Regions from separate parts of the Gasterosteus aculeatus genome. Here region 2 is linked to region 1. A link is a contact called in public Hi-C data. All regions are on one chromosome and are shown on one strand. Each heading gives the region's core, a stretch centred on a gene start, on an enhancer-like site or on the middle of the called end of the contact. The rest is flanking DNA. Distances are from core to core; before and after follow the strand shown.

Evidence for each region. A called contact is a pair of places that touch in the nucleus more often than the background predicts.
Region 2: a contact with region 1 is called in a Hi-C map of whole body, with 5 times the contacts expected there. The contact joins the enhancer-like site here to the promoter of bcl11bb in region 1. A contact is called at or near these places in 3 of 6 Hi-C or Micro-C datasets (skeletal muscle, tail fin and whole body).

Annotation. Positions count from the first base shown.
Region 1 is chr18:2,558,502-2,562,556 of fGasAcu3.hap1.1, forward strand. bcl11bb (BCL11 transcription factor B b) reads left to right here and starts at 1,983. Exons shown (of 3, transcript XM_040160800.2): 1 at 1,983-2,829. The coding sequence starts at 2,766.
Region 2 is chr18:2,608,231-2,612,241 of fGasAcu3.hap1.1, forward strand. No RefSeq gene overlaps it. Among protein-coding and RNA genes, the nearest start is that of bcl11bb, 50 kb to the left of the region's middle. Within about 2 kb of position 2,566, at least 3 of the 9 cell types and tissues checked have open chromatin away from gene starts, as enhancers often do.

The DNA.
Region 1 (4,055 bases), core at 733-3,232:
GGCAACGCTTTGGACTTAAAACCTTTCCTGTGTCCACAAGCAGGGCATTTGTGGTGTGTTGGCCCCGTGCAACCCGGTTTAAACAGGAGCCAGCAGATACAAGCTATAATAGAGACATTGATGTATTATTAAGAAACCCACGGGTGCGGATCAAGGAGCTGCTTGCAGTCAGCGGGGGGGGGGGGGGGGGGGGGGGGGAAGCGAGCGAGCGCGTGAACTCAGCACAATGTTTTCCTTCGGCGTCCAACGTGCGCAAGGCCGCCGTGGCTCTCTCGGCCCAACGTGGAAAACCCAGACATTTCATGTAATATCACATACGGAATTTATGTGCTCCAGTCAAAGCAATATGCTCGACAACATGCTCGGCCCATCTGTGGAGGATAGCTGTTGTGTTGTGTAGTGTTTCCATGCAGAGTCGGCTGATGTTATCTCTACTTGAGCCAGAGTTGAGATGACATTTCATTTATATAAATAATTACTGTCCTGAAAGTCCCCGAGGCCTGCCCCGAAGCAATCAAACCTCTAATGCTCTTAAAATTGCCCACCATCTTTTATTAATGGCGGACTATAAAATGCATTGCTATATCTGCACACTTCCCTCCCGATCCACCAGGAAACCGTGTCAACTTTAAACGTCAGCATCAAGGCTTTATATTTGTATCCAACCTTGTATTTCAACCAAAGAAAGATTCGTGGTGTCGTCGGGAAAAAATGAATAAACTTGAGTGTGTTTTATAGCCGAGCTGCAGCCGGCGTGAGGCTTCCTCTCATCCAAACGAACGCGGGGGAACTATGTGCGGAACGATTGCCCGTTAGTGGCATTAATTGACCACTGAGGGAACCGGCTCTGCTCTTTAAGGACTCTCTCACATTTTCAACGGCGTAAATAGCGAATTGAGGAGGCTTCATTTAAAAAAAAAGTGTAGCAAGGCAGGTTGGTAATGTGTCCTTTAATGCGCCAACAGAGGGTACTGTTGCCTCACGACATCTTTAAATGATCCCCGACCACAAAGGTGAAGCCTTCTGCCCCCCTACAACCCCCCCCCCCCCCCTCTGATGCAGTTTGAGGAAATAGAGTGTTATGAGGTTATGTTCACTGCTTGGACTGTGTCACAATAAAGTATTCGTTTTCTGAATTCAAGTTGACCTTTGAACCTTCATTTGGTCCGATCGAGGTGTGACTGGGAAACGGTCCTGCAACGGAGTCTATTGGCTCCTCAGGCTCAGCGGCGTGAATTATGCACGACTTATTTTCCTGCAAACCAAATAAAATGTCAGGTTACTAAAAAGGACGGGTTTAAATCAACTGCAGGCAACAAAGCAAAGGTTCAGGAAATCCGCCACGATGGCGTCGGCCCACGTTGAAGATCCTGTGTTCGTCTTCGTTTAAAGATCCTTTGATTGACTGCCCCCCCCCCCCCCTCCTGGCCTCACCTACTGTCCACTGTGGCTTTAGTCTTCGCTTTTATTACCCTTCTACTTCTGACTGCTGCACATTTCACTCCTGTGTCCACCATGAACCTCCTAACTGACGTTCCATGCTGTTGGGTTGAAAAATTGTCCAACAAATTATTTTTCTTTGTACTTTTTCAACCAACAATTCATGAAAGAGGACGAATCAACAGATTTGGTCAGTTAACCGACTGTTAAGTTAACTCACTAAAGAACAAAAGGCGGACAGAGAAATGGAAAGTCCTGGACATCGTGCCATGTCCATCGGGGAGGGATTTGAGGTGGTGGACTAACACAGTGGACTAGTAGTGTGTACTAGTACTACTAGTAGTAGTATGAGTAGTACTAGTGATGAGTGGATGGAGACCGCTGGTGTCCACGTGTTATGTTGTCCGCGCGCCTCTGCGGACGCTCTTGAACTTGAAGCTCGTCCCGCAACCCGAGCCACGCACACACACACACACACACACACACACACACACACACACGCACACGCATTCATGAAAACCCCTAGAGCTGTGTCTGCTCACACACAAATGCGTCCTCCCTCCTCGTGTGAGTCAAGGAGAGGCGCATCGACACCGTAGGACACCAGGAAACATCGGACCTGAGCTTGTTGGACGAGAAGGAGGAGGAGGTGTCTTGTCTGCCCGCCCCCCTGCCCCCCCCCCCCCCCCCCCCCTTCCGCCCCCCCCTTCCGCCCCCCTCCCGCCAGCCTGTCACGCTTTCTCTCTCAATCAGCGAAGCTTCTGCCACCAGAGCCAAGAGTTGCCGTTCCGCGCACCGATGCCAAAACGCGCCGGAGGAGTCAGTGCCAAAGGGTCATTTCAGCGCAGCGCCGAAGCGGAGCCGCTGTAGGGAATCCTAGAATTAACAGGAGCCGTTTGACCCGCAGATGATACGATCATATCATTAAAACCATAAAAAGGGGAGCCAAATACAAACCAAAAGCCGGCAGCAGTGGACTTCTTCTGCCGTCGCTGCCGCTGCAGAGGCGCGCTGTCCAGGACCCTTTTTTAAATTTATTTTTTTTAACATCCCCGCGCACCGCCGCCGCTGCTCCGTAAGCCGCACACTTTGGCTTCTTCAGCCCCCGGTGCCGCTTCCTCCGATCCCGCCGCGGGACACCGCGAAGAGACGGTCCCTGCGCTCGCGCGCGTCCGCGCCCGTCCAAGTAGGACTGCGCACGTTAGACGGATTAGGAGAGGAGGGGGGAGAAGTTGGTCACCTGCCAGCCAGAGTGGACCGACACCACGGTGCGAGCCGACTCCCAGTGCCGTTCACCGGGCGATGCCAGAGTAAATGCCGGGGCCATGTCCCGCCGCAAGCAGGTGAACCCGCAGCACTTCTCGTTGACGCGCAGGGAGACAGCACGCGGTGAGTTAAATACCCGAAAGACTCACTCACTCCACGTCAAGTGCACTTATTCTATGTACCATGTGCATTTATTGATTTGATTTGATTTATTTGACTTAGATCCGTGGATGTTTTTAAGCCGGTGGAAATGTGCCGGACAGAGCAGCTAATCACAGACAATAACTTCAGTCGCCTTTTTTTGTGCCATGTGAAATATTATTAAATATTAAAGTGGATTTGAACACTTGTTATAATGCACATTTGCAACTAGCAAAAACAATTCAGTGATATATTTGAATGCGCCTGTTGCAGCTTTATGCAACCGAAAGATTTGAGCACATCTTCGGTGGGACTGGCAGGTTACGTGCCTGCGTGTGTGCACGTCTGCGTGTGCACGCACGAAGCAGCGCAATTCAATTTAGATTTTTCTTCCTGCAACATGTGGCAACGTGCACATTTATGCGCTTTGTTCAACATTATTTGGAGACTGCACGGGGTGTCTGGATTTAAATGTGTTTGAATTTAAAATATCTATTTCTATTCCACACACACACACACACACACGCACATGCACGCACGCACACACACACACACACACACACACACACACACACACACACACACACACACACACACACACACATGCAGTCATTAATTATAAAAATGTTGACACTCAAAGGCCTTTCTGCACTTTAAAGCACCTTTTAAAAGCTTAATACACAACAGAAGTGTGTAAAGAATTATGTTCAGTTTGCAATCTGACCAATAATATAAACGCAACACAAACTCTGAACTTTTCCACAATATTTAACAAACAAAGAGTTATGACTTTGATTGAAGATTTCCAGAGCTAAGACCAAAGTTTTGATCGTGCATATTTAATCTGAGTAAGTATGTTTTTGCTTATTTGTGGCATATCATTAAAAAGTTGCTTAATCCAATTTAAATTCCATTACACCAATCTAACCTTCATCTCCCGGCGCTCTGCTTTGTCTGAATCTAATTTCATCGAGGCCTAATCTGGGTAATTCATAGCAGAAGTTCATCGTGTAATCTCCGCTCAATCTGTGTGTGTGTAGGAAAGGTTCTGACAAATTCTGTCCCAGCCGACACATTTAGCATTTAGACCAATCATTTCCTCCATTCATGTTCTGTCTGTCTGTCTGTCTCTCTCCCTCTCTCTAAATCTCGATATTTGCTATTTTGTTTTTTGGTTGAGAAAGGATCCTCGCCGGATTAAAGGCGGA
Region 2 (4,011 bases), core at 1,316-3,815, 50 kb after region 1:
TGTCTAAGTCCCGTAGGGCAATGGGCAGCTTATGTAGTTCACACAAACACCCACAGAGCAGACATGGACACACACACACACACACACACACACACACACTCTCACGCAAGAAGGAACCTGCTATCAAAAGCTCGTCCCACTGGCTCGCCGCCAAAAGAAACGTGCTGAGGCGAACACTAATCCACTTTAAATTACAACAGTACTGAAAGCCTGCGACCACAGCCAAATATTGATATGGGGTCATTAGTCAATTATGGCTGGGACTCTTGCTGAGTGATCAGAGGGGGGAGGAACCAAGGGGGAGGTGGCCGAGCAGGAGGTGTAGGAAGCGGGTCTGGGAGGAGGAGGTCAGCACTGGGAGGGGGAGGGGGGTTATGGTGTTAGCTGGCAGAGAGAACGAGACTCAACGATAAATATTCTCTTTTTCTCTTCATTCTCTTTGCCTTGGGGGGGGGGTCATACCTGCCTGTGTGAATATGAGACGGAGCGTCCTGTGTGGTGTATTTCTTTCAACACATACCGGCCCAAAAGGCATCACCACCACCCCCCCTAGTGGCACATCACATGTCCGTCTTTTATTACTCCGCTCTTTCCAAAATGTATCATTAAATGCAAATATGCGACAGAAAATGAAACTCTGTTGGTTACTTTAACACTTCCACCGTTGAAGTTAATCAAAAAGATGAATCATTCAATTCTGTGCAATCAATAAGTCCTATATAACCTGCTTTTATTTGCGAAATGTACATTTAAAGCAGCTTTTCTGTATAATTATAATTGGTATGAAGATGGAAAGAAAATCTAGAGGAATCTAATCTTTCAATTAGAAGCATAGTGTTGCAGGCTAAGTGAAACTACATCAATGCTTTGCCACAGACGATACCATCAATTTCCTCCGGGTTAGTAATTTGATAAAGCATCAAATTGGAGAGATTGCGTTGCAAAGGGCATCATCACCGCCAAGCCAATTTAGACAGTACGTGGGGATAACGCTGCAGCTAGAAGATTAAAGAATGAATTCCTAAAAAGACAAGATGTGTTTATTTGAACTCGTAAACCAATGCATTGGAATATATGTCTCAATGTGCATTATGTGTGGTCTGTAATCGTAATCTCTGTATGTAGAAACAAGCACGGGCCAGAAAAGTTATCATGAACACATTTTGTCCTCGACCGACGCTGTGATGTCAAGACATTTATTATCGAAGGCCTTTTCACAACATGCTTACACTTAAAAAAAAAAACGAAACAATTGCTTCTCTGAATGGTGCAAATGAGAAAAAGAGGGAAAATGCCAAGTAACAGACCACCAGTAAAGGAGAGACCACCTAAATGCTTTCCATCGGTGGGTTCACAGAAGCACTTCAGCTGTAATACTTTAATTGCTGAGGGACTCAAAGTCTAATAAGGTTTCTAAATCTAGCTGCTTTATTTGTTTTCCTTTGACTCGCGGCGAGCGCAAAAATGCAGCCACTCTAATTGCAGCGCCGTCATTAAGAGCTGTGGGTATTAAAAGTTTCTTCCTCCAAAAACGGGCATGTTGCAATGTGTTCCTTTTTTTTCTTTTACTCTCCAAAGCTGAATGGTGTGAGTCTTTAGGTTGAGGACAGGTTCACGCAGGAAGTGATTTAGTTTAATATAAGACATGAATCCATTAATGATGTCATTCATTGGTGGAATCGAATGTCCTCATATAGGACCAAAAAAACTAACTATTATCTGACTTTTTTTGTGTTACAATTCTCACACAAAATATGTTTGTGACAGATCTGTAAAAATATGTAACCCCTGGATCTGTGTTTTTATTCGTGTCTTAATCCACCTTCTCCCACTTTGAGCTGCGTGCTTTTAATTGAGTTTGCGTTGCAGTAATTATCAAGTGAGAAGGAAACGAAGTATCTGTCAGCTCGACGTGTCACAGGTAAACTCTCACATTGACATGGGTAAGGTGGTGGTGGGGGGGTGGGGGGGGTGGGGGGGTTCTTGTACTTCCCCCGATGAAGCACACAATGGCAATCACAGCTCAATTAACACTTTCTATATATACAACTGTACAAGGTGCACGGAGGCGCTCCCGCGCACACAAACAGCGGGGAGGGGGGTAAAAAGACCTTTCTGTTGATCATGTGACTTTTACAGCTGTGGACCTGTGAAATGAGACAGAATTAGGAGGATGATCTCATTTATTTTCAAATATGTGTGTCAAAATACACTCAACAACAACTACATCTGTAAAACACGATATATGTTGCAATATTCTGGAACGAGAACTGTAGTAAATCTACATTTTGTCATTCTTTATTGCTGTGTATGTAAAACCTGTTTAAATCAGCTTTTTCATTTCCATATTTCATTGAAGGCTTCACATTTGGCCGGCCTTCCCTCAGGATACACCTGATCTATTTTTACTGAGGACAATCAGAGTTATTTCTAATACGTCTGTCCTTCCATTCCCCACATGCCTTTCTTCTTTTTTTCCCCTCTCTTTGCTCTCTGTCTAAACTTGCTTTCCTTGATGAGTCCTAGCAGGGAATCACAGGCTCGGAAAAAAAAGGTATGGCCCTGACAGAGATTGATGTCTGAGCGCTCCCCCTGATTCGCTGATTAAACCCATCAATCAATATGCAGAGGAGGTGTCCAATGCAAATGGGTCCAATCAGGCGGAACGGACTGGTATTGTCTGTGTGTGGAGGCGAGTGGTAAAGTTAAGAGGTGGAGGACAAGCGCTCGCCGACACAGACAGAGGATGCGCGCAGGCTCAAGGAGAGAAACCGGACCACAGTTTGAGATTGTGAAGACCGAGACGGGATGAACGCATTCCACTTGAGAAACGATGGCATCAATTCAAAGAAATAATATGGTGAAGCTGCGATCGTTGATTCTCTGAGATCTCTGACGCCCCCCTGATCCCCCCTGATCCCCCCCCCCCCCCTCGTTTAAACAGGAGAAAAATGGGCAAATCCAAACACAGATGCTAATTCCTCAGCGCGCACACACGCAGCGACGTGCACGGGCGCGTGCGCATAGATCATCCGGGCGGCATCCTACTTGTGCCCCCCCCCCATCAACTCACACGCACCATCATATTTCCCACGTCTCCATCTTCCTCCAATCTCACTGTAATGGCCCGGCGGGGATCTCCCTGGTGGGCCCCCGGCTGCTCCCTGAAGTATCGGCCCTGCTCTCACTTTCAGCCCTAATTTGAATACCAGCAGCATCCCTGGTCGTTACAGGGGGGAGCGTGCGGCCCGCTCGCCTGTCGTCGGAGTGCGGCGGGTGTGCGAGCGTTTCCCCCCCCCCCCCCCCATCCCCCGGTTGTGAAAGTGACACGGCTGAAACGGGCAGCATTGTACCCGGGGGTCACGTTGGACTTTGCTTGCTGTTGCGATCGCCCCCAATCAGCTTTTCCTTCCGTCCAGTTCAAGTTCATTATTCACAGTTAGTACCGTGAATGTTGCTCCCCCTCCTCATTGCGACCCCGCAGAAAGAGAGCGCCGGTCGTTTGTTTCAGTAAATGACACAGATACCTCTCACTTGGCCTGTAGACTGATTCCTCCCCCTTTTTTGGGTAGAAGGCGGGGGGGTGAGGCGGTGCCACACGTGAGGGAATGATACCATGACAAACTCTTCCCCTCCCTGTTACTCCTCCTTTGTCTGCTCCTTCTTTCTTTGCCCAGTCGCACTCTATCCATCCCCTCTCCTCCTCCTCCTCCTCCTCCTCCTCCTCCTCCCCTTTTCTGCAGCTCTGGTGGGAGACAACCAGCCCCCAAAATGGCTGCCTGGGTGCCAGGGGGACCACAGGCTGCTCTCCCATCTCCCATAATCACCGGGGCGATGCTCGGATGCCTTCGCCATTTGCATAATGCCATCCTGACACTTTCACTTCCGCCATCCATCACCGGCGGCGTGAGTCCCGCGGCCTGCTCCGTCGCTCCGTCTCCCCCTGATTGCGTCCTGTGTTTATCTGCCCAAGCACAAAAGATTGATTCCCCGCTGTCTCTCGGCCTTATG